2 separate regions of the Anas platyrhynchos genome follow, and region 1 is linked to region 2. The links are chromatin contacts, called in public Hi-C maps. All regions are on one chromosome and are shown on one strand. The core of a region is the stretch at or near the end of the contact, and the rest is flanking DNA. Distances in the headings are between cores, read along the strand shown.

Region 1 (4,140 bases), core at 1,072-3,571, 88 kb before region 2:
AGAGACCTTTAACACCCATAGACTGTCTGCTTACCATTAACACCAATACTTGCCTTGCTGCTAGGTGTTACTACACGCACGTTTCTCAGGCCTGAGTCTGCCTTAGCACCTCCAGGTTAGGCCTTGACAGCCCTATCACTGGGACAAATCCACTTTTAAGGTACTGTTTTGCAGAATTTATGTGCTAGGTGGCTGCTGCCTTCCAACTGAAAAGTGATTCCGATTCCACGTACAATCTGAACATGTGTAGATACTAAAAGATGAAGAAATGGACTTGTAACTTCCCATCACTACACGAAGTGTGCCATCAGGGCACGTTGGCTAACCAAAACGTATACTATCATTTCAGATGCTTGATCATGCAAAGAGCACCCAAGTCTACCTGTATTTTTCAGGATTGTGGTTTCCTAAAACCACCTGCAGCCTCATTCGTTGATATCTGCCTGGTAAGCTTTAAAAACTAAAATCTGCACTGTCCAGAATTTCACTTGATTAGGGTCTCACACCTACATGGTGCTCCAGTCTTCCAACATGCATCGTGTTGCATTGTGAACACATGAATAACATGCATTCAGGAAAACACTGTATAGACAACTCCAGTTAAATAAAAAAATGTAATAGCTTGTCACACTGTTCAGCACAATCTCTTATTTTTGTGCTTTCAGCTGTTCAGAATCTTTAACAAGTGCAACTGAAGATGCTGGTGTTATCTCTCAAATCCATCTGGAATTTCTTACAATGTATTGCACTAAAACTCAGTGGCAAGATTTGGGAAGTCAGTGTCACAACTGAGTGATTATTAAAACCACTTTTTAACAAGATGAGTTGTGCGTTGTGACAGTATGAGAACTATTTGCAGGTCACTGCCTAACATGGACTTTCAACAAACTGTATTTGTCAATAAAGAAATCCCTCCTCCTTACCTCACCATCAGTAATCTTCATTTTACTCACCTATAACTTCACTTTTTCTATGAAATTAAGTATTTCCAAACTTTTTTCACCCAAGGCTCACCAAACATTGCTAAATGAATATAGACATATGTTTACTGATAGCAAAGATCATGCCTACTAACAAATATCATATTAACAATTTTAACAAAAATAAAATTACGTACTAATCACAGCTTTACAATCCTTATCACAGATTTTTAGAACCACAAAACCATATGAAGACATAAGGAATGCATCTCTCTACAGCACAGAAGAACACAAACCAAAATATTTAACAAAACAGGATTAAAAACTCTGTTTACTAATCTTTTGGTAAATGCAAACTTTTGAAGAACTTTTCAATATAAATCTTACAGCAAAAATACCTGGACACCCTTTCATTTATTACATGGTACTTCTGCTGTAGTAAATAGCTTATGGTAGCTTTTAGGTTTCCTTTCATAAATCTGATGGAGCTAAAAAAGAAAAAGGCACAGAACCTCTCCAGAACAGTTACCACCCAGAAATACTTAAATTTATTTATCCATCAACATGGGGGGGAATTTTCACATTGACAAGTGTCATTTCCCACTCTGCCAACAGCACCAGCTACTACGTCCTCTTTGCTCCACTTAACTATGATATCTTCTTGTTACATTTTCATGTGGTCTTCCTACATCTGAAACATTCCCCGAGCTCAAAGGAGATCTGTTCCTTCCCCACTGAAGTTTACAAAAGTGACACAGACTAACTCCAAAAGAAAATCCGTTTTATCTACCACAAGCAATGTTGGTTTTTGCTGGAAAATCACACAGTAAAGCTCCCAACCACACTACCCTGGTAATGCAAACACATCCTATGAATTACAATAGCTTCAAAAGCATACAAAGGTCTGTAATAAACATAAGGTAGCCTCATTTACCTTAGCCCACAATGAATTTGACTTCAGACTATTTGTGTAGCTTAGTCTACGGCTGTACTTCTCCACTTCTGTGTTTCATTATCATAAAGTCATACTTCAGTTCTAATTTTCCAACTGCCTTCCTTTTCTGAGCTGATGAGGCTCATTAAGACTTCTTTGTGGCCTTCTCCCGTTCTGTTATTTCATTCTCTCCTCAGAAGTCAACTCCACCTCAAATTGGTCTCTTCCATGACTCACTTAACGACTGAGCTAACAAATTAAAGGTGAATGCCTTTATCTTTTCCTCAAGTCCCCTGCTACTACTGGCAGGATTGACTCCAACCCTCTGTGAGACTGCCATTATTGTTCTTTACAACTCTTCTATGGCATGATCCTGAAAAAGATGGAGCAAAGAAAGCTAACACCAGAGCTTCCCATGCTGACTCATCTGCATCTCCTCTGTCTGTGCCTCCCAAACCACAGAAGTACATGGGAAAATTCCTATCTAGTGCAACGTAACAGAGGCAACAGACTCCTGCTCAACCCCTATATTTGAGGTTTCCTTATACTAAACCTTGGGGTTAATCAATAAAGCATCAACAATGCCCAAATGTTTGAGGTCTACAATTCATAAGGCAATAGTACTGAGGAAAGCATGCTCGTAATGACACTAACTTTTAACATCTGTAATAATCAGTCTCTTCAGATGTCAACTATTCTATATATTAAGCAATGAACATCAACACTGCATGTCAAGTCACACATCTCACAAGTAGCATTTCCTAACGTAGAAAAATAATCCCCAACCTTCCCTGGTTGATTTATTGCTAAGCAAATACTATCCAGCGTAAACCAACTTTAAAAAAGACAAGCTATATATATTTTCTTAGAATATACCCTTAGAACAACCAGACATCCAACAAACCAAAGCTCATACTGTAAATTAGAATACAAAATACTGCACGGTATTTGTTTTAAAAGTATTCCCACATATAGATCACCACCTAACACCCCTTAATACATAAAGTTTCTGTGTGATTTGGGATAGGGCAGAGTGCATCGCTGCCCTGCTCTCTTTTGTTTACTCAAAGCTGTAAGATTTCTACTGACATTCCAGTCTCCATCTTTCCTCTGTGTTATTCCTCAATGACCTTGGCTCTCATTGTGCGTGTGGCAATAGGCTTCTTTGAAGCACATAGCGCTGCATTGCACGAGACTGCCCTAAAATAAATCATGTAGGGAGAGAAATAGTGCTAGGAACACTGACTTATTGCCAACGCTGCCAAATAATTACAAATACAACCTATTTATCACATGACCTGCTTCTCACCTCAAACATATGCTAACAACAGTATCTGAGGAATGAAATGTTTTTGCCATTTTCACTTTATAGGCACAACTTGATTTAAACTGTATCCTAATAACTATTTATTGTGCTTCATAGGTAACTATTTTGTGTATTAGATGTCACAAAAAAGCTAAGTAGTCTGAACTTCTGAAAATCATAGCATTTTCTGAAAAGCCCATGTGTGAATATGGGAGCACAACAGTATTTATTTTTTTAATGTTAGTCTGAACAGCTGAAGTTGACATGGTTTCTTTTCCCACCTCCTAAAACTTACTAGGGCACCACATGAAATAGTGCTGAAAGGTGGCTCATACAGCATTACTCACAGAAGCATTATTCATTATGAATAAGAGTAGAACACTCAGACCTCACAGGCTAAAGAACTGGTAGAAACAGTAAAGAAAAGTATTTGAACATATAAGGACAAGAAGCAGGCAAAAAAGAACAGTAATTTATCTATCAAATATGGATAGTTCTAGGGGAAGGAAAAAAATCACTGACCGAGTTTTCCTCTTCCTCTTCTAGTTCCCTCTGTTGCTCCTCATGTCGTTTTGCCTTTATCTCCATAGCTTCAGTGATCAGGTCTCTTAAAATTGAAACAGGCTTTGCATTCTTTATAAACGTGTGCTAGACAAAAAAAAAAAAAGAAAATTATATAACATCATTACAATAGATAGGGTTCAGATTTAACTACACGTATTATTCAACACCACAGACTTCAGTGATAAATGTGTGATAAACTTCACATCACACAGTAATTAAAATCTGCACTAACACAACTTGTGGTAACTTTTAGCTGCTTCCTAAGATTTTACTTTTACTTACCATATATTTAAAAAAAAAAAAGAGAGAGAGAAAAATCAGCAAGCCTTGGGAAATGTAATCATAAAACAACTGCTTTATAGTTAAGGACATAATTGTCCAAAGGAAATGTGCATTAAGTAGTAAATAAATAGAGT
Region 2 (4,453 bases), core at 1,092-3,591:
CGGGGAACCGTCGGGGCGGCTCCCGAAGCGGGCAGCACCGAGGCGGCAGAGCCACCGAGAGCCCCCCGAGGTGTCCCCGGTGTCGCCGGTGCCGCAGCATCCCCGGCGGCGCTCCCGGAGCCCCTTTCCCCGACGGCTCGGCCCCGCATCCCAACGGGGTGTTTTTTCCCCCCGTTGCGGGTTTGGATTTTGGGGAAAAACAATAATAATAATGCAATAAATCCGAATGAAGAAAGACAAGCGAGAAAACCGAGGGGACCGCGGCTCTGCCCGACGGCACACGCTGCCGGCAGCCGCCGCCGCCCCGGGGCCGGGGCCGTGCCGAGCCGGGGCCGTGCCGAGCCGAGCCGGGGGGGGGCGGCGTGAGCCCGGGAGCCCCCCAGGGGGCGCTGCAGCACCGCGGGCCGGGTGCGGGGCTCCCGGGCCCCCGCCGCACCGCCCGGCACCGCCCCGGGCACGGCGCGGCCGCGGGCTGTGCTGAGCTGCTGCAGCTTCGGGAGGAGAAGGAGGAGGAGGAGGAGTGGAAGGAGGAAGGCACCTGCTGGGGACAGCAGCCCCGAGCCCCACAAGCCGCCGTGGCCGCTGCCGTCGGGGCCAGCCGGGCACCGCCGTCGGGGGGGCGCGGAGGGGTCGGGGTCCGACGGGTCCCCCCCCAGGGGCTCCCCGGGGGTTGTCGCCGAGCACCTGCTGGCCGGGGACAGCGGGGGACAGCCGGCCCGAGCTGCCCGCGGGGTTCCCCACTCTCCCGGACCGGCCTCGGACCGCCAGCCGTCTGCGGAGCCAGCGGCCCGGGGAGTTTTTCGTTCCCCTCTCCCGTTTTGGGGTCTGGAGGCTTTTTTTCGTTTGGGCGGCCGTCTGGGCGCTTCCCGAGCTCGGGCTTTTGTTTGTTTGATTTTTGTCTTTTTTTTTTAATTTTATTATTATTATTTTTTTTCCCAACAAGTGCGGCTTTTCTTTGCCTCGCTGGAAAGGCGAGAAACGAAGGTGGAGGAGAAACAACCCCCTCCGGCCTTTCTGTCGACGGGGAGGGGTCCCCACGGCCCCCCGAAAGGCTCCAGCGCGGGGTGGGAAAGGAGAATAAAAACTCCCGTGGCCGCTTCGTTCTCGACCAGCCGGCCCCGGAGCACGATGCGACCCCTCGGGGACCCGGCCCCCCCACCGCACCGCACCGCACCGCTGGCCCCGGCCCGGCCCGGCCCGGCTCGGCCCCGTTCCCCGCGCCCCGTCCCGCACCCGGCCCCGCAGCGGGCTCCGGGGGTCCCCGCTTCGGGCTCCCCAAAAGTGGAGCCTCCCCCGCCGGCGTTTTCGGGTCGAGGAGCCCAAATGCCGTTTGTTTATGGGGCCGGGGTTTACAGCCGCGCGTTCCTTTAGGATCAAGAGCCTGCGCTCCTGTCCCCGGCGCGGGGACACGTCCAAAGCTGCCCCTTGCCCACCCCAAATTGGGATATTTTTTTCTCCTATATATTAAAAAGAAAAAAAAATCCCAATGCAAACGTCGCTTGCGTCCTCTTCTCTTCAGCGGGCTTGAGTTGAACGCCACACAGCCTACCTTGAGCCATTTTCAGAGCTCTTCGCACACGCCATTTCTCCTCACATCTTTTTACACTCAGAGCCTCGGATCTGCCGGCCAGGTTGTACAAAAAAATCCCTCCCCCGCTTGGGATTTCAGCAATGCATAGAGAAAGATAACCTTCTTATTAAAACTCCCCAAAACCCCGGCCCGAAGCGGTGCGGAGCGAGGAGCGCAGCGCTTTTTGGAGCCGAGCAATCCGGAGTGAGGCCGAATCCAGCCCCAACTCCCCGGGCACGAAAACCGAAACCGCTCCCCAAGCTCCCTGCCTGCCCCAGGTGCGGGGCTGCGCGGGGGCACCCCGCGCACCGATGCGTCCCCCCCCGTACACGCAGAGGGATTTTTTTCCGCTGCTTTTCGCCCGGTGGCTTGCTGAGGGCAAGCCCAGGAGCTTCCAGGAGGTGGTGGCCCGGAGGGCGACCTGCCATGGCGGCCGCGGAGCCCTTTGGACGTGAGCGCTACCTGCGCCTCCCGGTCCTGCCGGGCCCCTCTCTGCTCTGGGGGGAGTTTGGGTTTTTTTTTTTTTAGGTTTATTTCACAGCCGGTGCTGAACAGGGCATAGGATTGCGGAAAACCCAACGGGGCCGGCAGCGGGGTGCGCGCCCCCGAACCTCCCCCGGCTGCGGCGCTGCGAGGAGGGGAGGAGGGGGGGGACACGAGTCACCTTAGGTAACGCCGTGCCGGGAGGGGGGGGACAAGGAAAAGGGGGGCCGATCCTGCCCCTTTAAAGCCCAGTTGCTACCCAAACACGAGTAAACAGCGGGGCCAGCACGGTGGGGCGGGCCGGGGGCGGGCCGGGGCGGGTGCGCGGCCCCGAGCGCGGGGCTGTGCGCGCCGCGGGGTGGGCCGGCGGCTGGGCGGGCGGGCGGGGACAGCGGCTCCTCGCCACCACTCACCGCTGAAATGTGATGGACCGGGCAGGGGGCGGCTCACACTCGCGCCGAGCCTCGCCGGGCTCGAAGGCAGGAGGCGGCTTTACAGCGGGACACGCGCGGACCCCCCCCTCTCGCCACCACCGCCACCGCCGCCCCACGACCCCCAGCTGCAGCCCTCCACGTCCCCACCATGCCGGCCGCCGCCGGGTCCCGGCCCCGCTGAGCTTCTCGCCACCCCTCCAAGCTGTGGATGTAATGGCTCCGTGAAGGTGCCGCCTCGCTTTTGCCCCGGGAGGCCCGGCAGGAGCAGCCCGCTGCGGTAGGTAAGCGCTGCCCGGTGCCGTCGGTGGGAGGGGAGGGGAGAGGAGAGGAGAGGAGGGGGCGGCTCGGCCGTGGGGTCCCCGAGTGCCACCCTTTGGGCACCCCCTTTTTCCCTCCCGCACCCCACCCCGTTAAGCTCGGTGGTGGTGTTCACGCCAAAATCCTACCGGGAAGAGTTATTTTTATATTTATTTTTATTTTTTTTATTTTTTTTTTTCCTGGGGTCTCACTGCCGAAGCCCCGTGGAAATAGCCGGGGGTGGCCGCGGGGGGCTGGAGGTGGACCCGGGGAGCTCCGGGGCCGTTCCCCGGCCCTAAATCGGAGCAGGAGGAAGGGGAACGGCGGCTCGGGTAGGGTCGGGGGCAGGCAGGTAGCGAGGGGCTCGCCGCGGAGACAGCAGGCGTCGTTCAACGAAGCGCCCTGGATGGGAAGGGAAAAGGAAGTGCCAAGGTTTAAGTAACATCCGTTTTTGGTTGACTTTCCCCCCTTCACCTTGGTGGAAAGTGGCCTTACAAGCCGGCACGGGGACGCTCGGCGGTGGGATTTTTTTTTTCGATAGGTTTTCATGGGGTTTCCCCCCCCCCCCCCCCCCGCCCCGAGAAAGAGCAGCGCCAGGGGCAGCGCGGTTGGGGCAAGGGGGGCGCGTGGAAAAATTGGGGTTAAAAATGGGGGGTTTCGGCGCTGGGCGCGCTCCTTTCGCCCAGATTTGCGGGGTCCCTTGGCGGTGCCAAACGAGCCCCGGAGCTCGCCGAGGCCGGGAGGGTTTTTCCCCTCTCCGCGGTGTTCCCTGGCGGAGTGGGAGCAAGGAGCCGCCGCTGCGAGGTCTTTAAAAATAAGGGGTTTCCGCGCGACCACCTCCCCGAAGAAAAAAAAATATATATTTATATAAAAAGATAAGAAATAGAAACGTCGCCGTGTGCGCGGGGTCACCCCCATAACGCTGCGGGAGCGAACGGGGGGAGCCGGGCAGCGGCGAGCCGCGGCCCGAAGAAAACGAAAATGGGAGCGGGGAGCGCTCGGGGATGCCCCCCCGAGAGGTTTCTCCGCGTTTCTTCTCCGCGGGGCCAGCCCGGAGCGCTGCAGGGGCTGGGGGCGAAGGGGTTTGAAACCCATCCGAGGGGCCGAGGCTGCGGGGAGCCGGCGGGGCAGCCCCAGCCCTGCGGCGGCCTGGAGGGCTCCGTGCGGGGCCAGCTCGGCGGCCTCGACCTTCCCTTTTACTCCTTATTTTCTAATTGCTGTTTTTTTTTTATGAACGTGGTGACCTATATATTTTTTTTTATTTTTTAAGGATAAAGCCGTTTATTTTTTTTTCTTATGATGATTTATATATATATTTTTAAATATTTTCTATTTTTGGAAAGCACGCCTTGCCCGCCCCTGCTCATAAACCCCAAGAGGAGCTGGCTCAACCGCGGCCCTCCCAAAATCCCAGTGCGGGCCAGGAGCCCCTTTTCCCCGGCTTGGGCTCCCGGTACGGAAGCAGGGCGGTGGGACCGGAGCTTTCCCCCGGCCTGGAGGGAGCTGAGCGGCTCCGGGGGTCCCGCTGCAGGCCGCTCCCCGACGGGTTCGAGCTGCAGGGGACGAGCGAAAGCCACCGACGGCCGGGGAGGCCTCGGGGCCGGCCGCAGCCGGGGTGGCTCGGCTGGGCTGTGTGGGGCCATCTGGAAGGGATCTGAGCGCAAAGTGG

What was found. A called contact is a pair of places that touch in the nucleus more often than the background predicts.
Region 1: a Hi-C map of subcutaneous adipose tissue shows a contact between it and region 2, with 2.5 times the contacts expected there. The contact joins the enhancer-like site here to the promoter of OSR2 in region 2. A contact is called at or near these places in 2 of 8 Hi-C or Micro-C datasets (skeletal muscle and subcutaneous adipose tissue).

What each region holds. Positions count from the first base shown.
Region 1 is chr2:22,714,387-22,718,526 of IASCAAS_PekinDuck_T2T, reverse strand. STK3 (serine/threonine kinase 3) reads right to left here. Exons shown (of 11, transcript XM_038173783.2): 8 at 3,683-3,808. Among named protein-coding and RNA genes, the nearest start is that of STK3, 69 kb to the right of the region's middle. Within about 2 kb of position 2,321, at least 3 of the 8 cell types and tissues checked have an H3K27ac peak or open chromatin away from gene starts, as enhancers often do.
Region 2 is chr2:22,625,910-22,630,362 of IASCAAS_PekinDuck_T2T, reverse strand. It overlaps OSR2 (odd-skipped related transciption factor 2), which reads left to right and starts at 2,341. Exons shown (of 4, transcript XM_027452511.3): 1 at 2,341-2,764.